Linked DNA regions of Mus musculus: region 2 is linked to region 1. The links are chromatin contacts, called in public HiChIP or PLAC-seq maps. All regions are on one chromosome and are shown on one strand. Each heading gives the region's core, a stretch centred on a gene start, on an enhancer-like site or on the middle of the called end of the contact. The rest is flanking DNA. Distances are from core to core; before and after follow the strand shown.

What was found. HiChIP or PLAC-seq counts read pairs in DNA pulled down with a chosen protein or histone mark.
Region 2: a FOXA1 HiChIP or PLAC-seq map of pancreatic cancer cells shows a contact between it and region 1. The contact joins the enhancer-like site here to the promoter of Rbm20 in region 1. A contact is called at or near these places in 3 of 39 promoter capture datasets (embryonic stem cells, liver and stem cell-derived epiblast-like cells), 1 of 484 Hi-C or Micro-C datasets (embryonic stem cells), 6 of 115 datasets of contacts at active chromatin or transcription factors (embryonic stem cells, epiblast stem cells, extraembryonic endoderm stem cells and 2 more) and 3 of 9 other capture datasets (adipose tissue, embryonic stem cells and pancreatic islet).

The regions. Positions count from the first base shown.
Region 1 is chr19:53,676,041-53,678,590 of GRCm38.p6, reverse strand. It overlaps Rbm20 (RNA binding motif protein 20), which reads right to left and starts at 1,285. Exons shown (of 14, transcript NM_001170847.1): 1 at 999-1,285. The coding sequence starts at 1,183.
Region 2 is chr19:53,411,062-53,413,611 of GRCm38.p6, reverse strand. No RefSeq gene overlaps it. Among named protein-coding and RNA genes, the nearest start is that of Smndc1, 22 kb to the right of the region's middle. RefSeq lists an enhancer at 143-2,550. Within about 2 kb of position 1,266, at least 140 of the 459 cell types and tissues checked have an H3K27ac peak or open chromatin away from gene starts, as enhancers often do. A contact at or near this core is called in adipose tissue, embryonic stem cells, epiblast stem cells and 4 more, where this site is marked.

The DNA of each region.
Region 1 (2,550 bases), core at 36-2,535:
GCTTTTTAAAGCCATTCAGAGTTGACTACTATTTGCTTCCATTTCCTTTTCCATGTTTGCTTTTTTTTTCCTTAGTGCATCGTAGTGAGTTTACAGAATCCCCAAGATCAGAACAGCCAACAAAAAACCCCAGCTCCTCATGTGAGTTTTCCTGAGTTTACATGTTCCAATTAGACTTGTGGAAACACTCAAACTATTTTTCAGGACTTTGTCACAGGTGGACCAAGCCTGAAGCAAAATAAAGAGCCTTCGAACAATCCGACATTCTAGGCCTCAAACTGTCAAAACAATGCTTTTTAAGGAGCCGAGGGAGTAAAACACCAGCGGTTTACCTCTACGCTTCCCAGACGGGATAAGGGGCTTCCTGGGACCCCTGACCACCCCAGCTTACCAAACCAATGAAAAGAAGAACGGTGAGGTTCACCACGGTATCTAGGGGAAACCTTTTCTGCAGCTGAGAACTCCTTGCAAGGGCCATGTTGTAAACTGTTTGCGCGTTGTTTACAGGCCCTCAACTCCCTTTGTCCCAAATCTCTAGTTGACTCCACTAAAGGTAGTTTTGTTCTCAGTGGCGATTTATCACACACCCTTCACTAAGCGCTCACACTCACGCTTGACCCGTCATCGTCACCGTAATACATTCCAGTGGTCTCTAAGGATCAGAAGGATGAAAAAAATAGTCTCTGGGTCATTTCCCCCAACTTCGAGCTTATGAAGTTAAAACAGATCCAGTACCATCAGAAGAGAAAAGAGAACACATAAGAAAAGGCAAAAATTATGCCCCACCACCACCACCACCACACACTAATAACTTGACTGCGTTCTACCCAATATCACCAACAAGCCAGAATGACACCGACCCAGCTCAGAGCGCCAACAACACTTCAAACACAAGCGGGGCGGGCGAAGTTTAGCAAAGGATGGAAATGAAGCCACAAAAGAGGGCCCCTGGTGTGTGTCCCAGGCTCACCCCAGCCCCACTCCATTCTCCCTCTTACTTTTGGATGATCTGGGGCAGGCTGGCTTGAGGCTGAGGCGGTGGCGGTGGCGGCAGAGGCTGCATCCCTTGCTGGCCCTGGGGCACGGAGGGCCCCTGAACACCGGGCATAACGCAGGCATCTCTGTCGGGTTGCTCCGGACCGCTGGGATCCGCGTCCTGGCTCATGGCTACTGCCAGCACCATGCGCGGCGACACCGGCCCGGGCTCGCAGCGAAAGAGCGCGCGGGAGGGGCGGTCCCGGAACACAAGCGCTCACTGGCCGGGGTCCCTGTGCCCAGTCCCCTTGTCCTTCTCGGTGGCGTGGGGAGGAGACGAGAAGGGTGGGGAGGAGACAGTCCCCGCGGCGCCGCCTCCTCCACCTCCCGGCGCTCAAGCTGGAGAGGCTGCGGAGGGGGCGGGGGACAGGGACAGGAACAGGGGGCGTCCCCGGGGCCACGGAAGCCGCGAGACGCCCAGGAGCTGCTGCGCGCGGGGTGACCGGGACAACTGTGCCTGTCCACCCGAGGCACAGTGAGTAGCAGCCGCCACCCGCCACCGCGAGCCCTTCGGGGTGACCAGCCAGGCGCTCCTCAGCGCGACACCCTCGTGAGAGGGCGACACGCCGGCCCGCCCCGCAGCCGCCCTCCGCCGCCTTGTAGTTTCTTCCGGAGCTCACAGGCTGCCCGGCTCCGGCAGAGTCCCGAGGACATCGCCAGCGCGAAGTGCGCCCGGGGCTTGGCATCCTCCTGCGGCTGGAGCCCAGCCAGCGCCTCTGGAAGGACCCGACACTGTCACATCCTTCCCTAGGTGGGTGGGACTGCGATCTCGGGGCCCAGATGATCAGGCCCCGGAGCTCACCACGCTGGTAGTTCCAGCTGTCGCTTCGGGGGTCCCAAAGGCGACGGACAGGGTAGCAGTGGATTCATTTCTTTGAATTTTCCCACGAGAGCAAAAGAAAACCAGGCACACGTTTCTTTCATATTTATTGGCAGCGTCTCTGGAAATTTAAAGGATAAGGAAGAGAGTTCACCGACTCTGTTAATTGCCCGGAGCCCACCTGCGCCGGACACCCGTGTGCACCGGGGTGGCAGCTGTGCGACGCACTTGTGAGGCTCTGAGGGCGGAGCAGCTGGAGACGGCGACAGGGGACACCTGCTCCCGCAGACCCTCCTGCACCTGAGCACCGGCCGGGGAGTGGCCGCCTCGTGCTCTCTCGGACTGTGCTGTTCCGTGGTGTTCCAGACACGGACGCCCGCGGCCAAATTCCTCTCTCGTGCGTTATAAGCCAGAGGGCAGCGAGCTGATCCCACAGCCTGAAGTCCTGCCTGCCTGCTTCACACACCAGAAAATTCTAAAGATGTCTCAAAACCTGACAACTGCTTGAACTCTCTGAAAGATACTTTTTGTCCCTCCTGACTCTTGTGTCAATTTCCCCTTGAAACTGCCTACTCTGCCACCCTACCTTAGAGAGCTTCTCTCTCTCTCTCTCTCTCTCTCTCTCTCTCTCTCTCTCTCTCTCTCTCTCTCATTGCCAATTAGAGTTACGATTATTTGTATTAAACATCACACAC
Region 2 (2,550 bases), core at 17-2,516, 260 kb after region 1:
ATGGTGGCTCACAACCATCCGTAACGAGATCTGACTCCCTCTTCTGGAATGTCTGAAGACAGCTACAGTGTACTTACATATAATCAATAAATAAATCTTTAAAAAAAAAATAAACAAACGAATGCCCAGTAAATAGTAGCTGGCATGTGATCGCCTCCTTTCAAACCATAGCCCTATGTCATAGCTCCAAAGCCAGTGGCCATCAGAGCCACTTGGGGAGATTTCTATGTAACGCCTAGGAACCGAGAAATTCCTTACAATACAGAAAGAACTTATTACCCCAAGTTCCCCGTGCCTGTCGTATCCATCCAAATTTAGGGACCACTGGCCTCAGGTATGCCATTTCTGTCAAAATGTGTATATTCTGTGGTGTTTGTCCCAATGGCCTGTCGAGATGCTCAAAAGAAGCTTCGTGGAAGACAGAGAAGGGCTAATTCAGTGATGGCATACGTTGTCTATCTCTGAACTTAATCTGGAGAGAATTTAACAGTGTCTGTCTACATTGAACTTAACCCCAACCTCCTTTAGAGCTTTCCGTGTTGGTTTGGAGGTGGTGGTGGTGGTGGTGGTGGTGGTGGTGGTGGTGGTGGTGGTGGTTGAGACTCACTATGTAGCCCTGGTTGGATTGTAGGTTGTTATGTAGATCAGGCTACCCTGGAATACACAGAGAGCCACCTGCCTTCGCCTCTTCCTTTTACTGAAAAAAGAAAGGATGTGAACGTGTAAAATTAGACTCTAGGTCATCATAAAATTGTTTCTTGGCACTTCCTGGGGGGGGGGGGGGAATCTCATGCCACCTTAAGAAGAAAGCTTTTCAGGTTGGTCAGAGCCCAGTGGTGGCCTCTGACCCTGGAGAAAGGGACCTGCCCCCCCTGTTTGCTTACTAGGGAGGGCCTTAGACAGTGAAATGATGGAGAACAGGGCTGTTTCCCACACTCAGACTTACAGCCAGCTGAAAAAAAACACAGAAAGGCACCACAGAAAGAAAAGGACAAAGAGCTGGGGTGTGGGGGAAGGGGTTGGGAAGGTAAGGCCTGGCTCCCCGTGGTGGTCCCCAACCAGCCTCCGGGACTTTAAGAAACCAGCTCTCCACACAATCTTTCCCCTGTTTCTCTAACCTAGAAATAGCACAATGGAGCACGGTTGTTCCATTGCATTCTTCCTGCGGAGAGGGAGCAGGGAGTTCAGGACTCCTTGCAATCTGAATCTCAGGAATGCAGAAGAAACAGCCCGCCTCCTGCCTTGGAACTGAGCCTCTATTGAAATTTGACTCATCCTTAGCGGGGTTTATTGTGTTTTCTGCTCTCTTTCCTTGTGACACACAGCCCTAGGTGAGTAATGCTCTCTGCCTGAAGAGGAAAAAAATAGATCCCCAAATGCCTTCCATTATGCTGAAGGCCTTGTCACCAGCTGTGGTGGCAGGGGGTGTGGTGACCATCCATTAGCACAGGCAGACTCAGAACCCCGGACTCCCTCTACTGAGGCTATTTATGATTCTGAGAACCCAGGCAAGGATAGAAAGCCCACCCCCACACACAGAGAAGGCTAAAAGGCCTCCTGGAAGTCAGAATGGTCAAGAGTCCTTAGCTGTGGGAAATCTCAAAGGCCCCCTGAAGGGCACAATTAAACCTACGGTCTGCTGCCTCACCTGGCCTGGCCCCTTCTCATAGCTGTAAAGACCACCTTTTCACCCAACTAGAAACAACTAATATTTGTCGAGTTCCTGTTACATGCCAGGCACAGGGTGGAACATTTCCCGTTGCTGTTATGTTATCCACACACAGAGAACATGGATGCACAGCCTCATGAGAACATCCGCTTGGTTATATTCGAGTGTTTGAATAATGATCAAGCAAAGTGCTGTTGCTTCCTTTGCTTGGCTCTACAGACCATCAAAGCTTCATTCCCGAGCCGGTACTCCTGACAGATGGATGAGCCCAGGCTTCCTCAAGACGTTTTTTGTGACTATCAACAAGGAAGAGAAGAGTTTGCAGTCACTATTGGCGAGATGACAGAAAGCACAGAGAATAAATGCTTGCCCTGTGTGCTCACACCCCTACCCACCCCCAGGAAACTTGGGGTTGGGGTGTCGTGATATGGGTCAGTAGGGAAAGCGTTGGCTATTAGTTTGGAACCCTGGCTTCCACATAAGGTCTGAGAGCTCTGTCACTCCAGTGTTGGGTGGGGAGGGCAGAGGCAGGCACAGCCCCAGGGGAGCCAGCAAGCCAGTCTTACTAAAGCAACAAAGCTCCGGGTTTAATGAGATTCAGTATCAGAAAATAAAGGGAGAGAAGGTCTTGAAGAAGCCATTCCAGTGTAAGACCTCTGGCATCCACATATACCCAGTGGGTGAATGTCCGTCCTGTCCCGTCGTGGTCCCCCCCCCCCCCCCACAGAAACTTGTTTTTATTTGGATATTTTGTTTCTAAAACAGGGTCTGAGCTGGGGGTCATTAATCCCAGCACTCAGAAGGCAGAGGCAGATGGATCTCTGAGTTTGAAGCTAGCCTGGTTTACAGAGTGAGTTCTAGGACAGCCAGGGCTACACAGA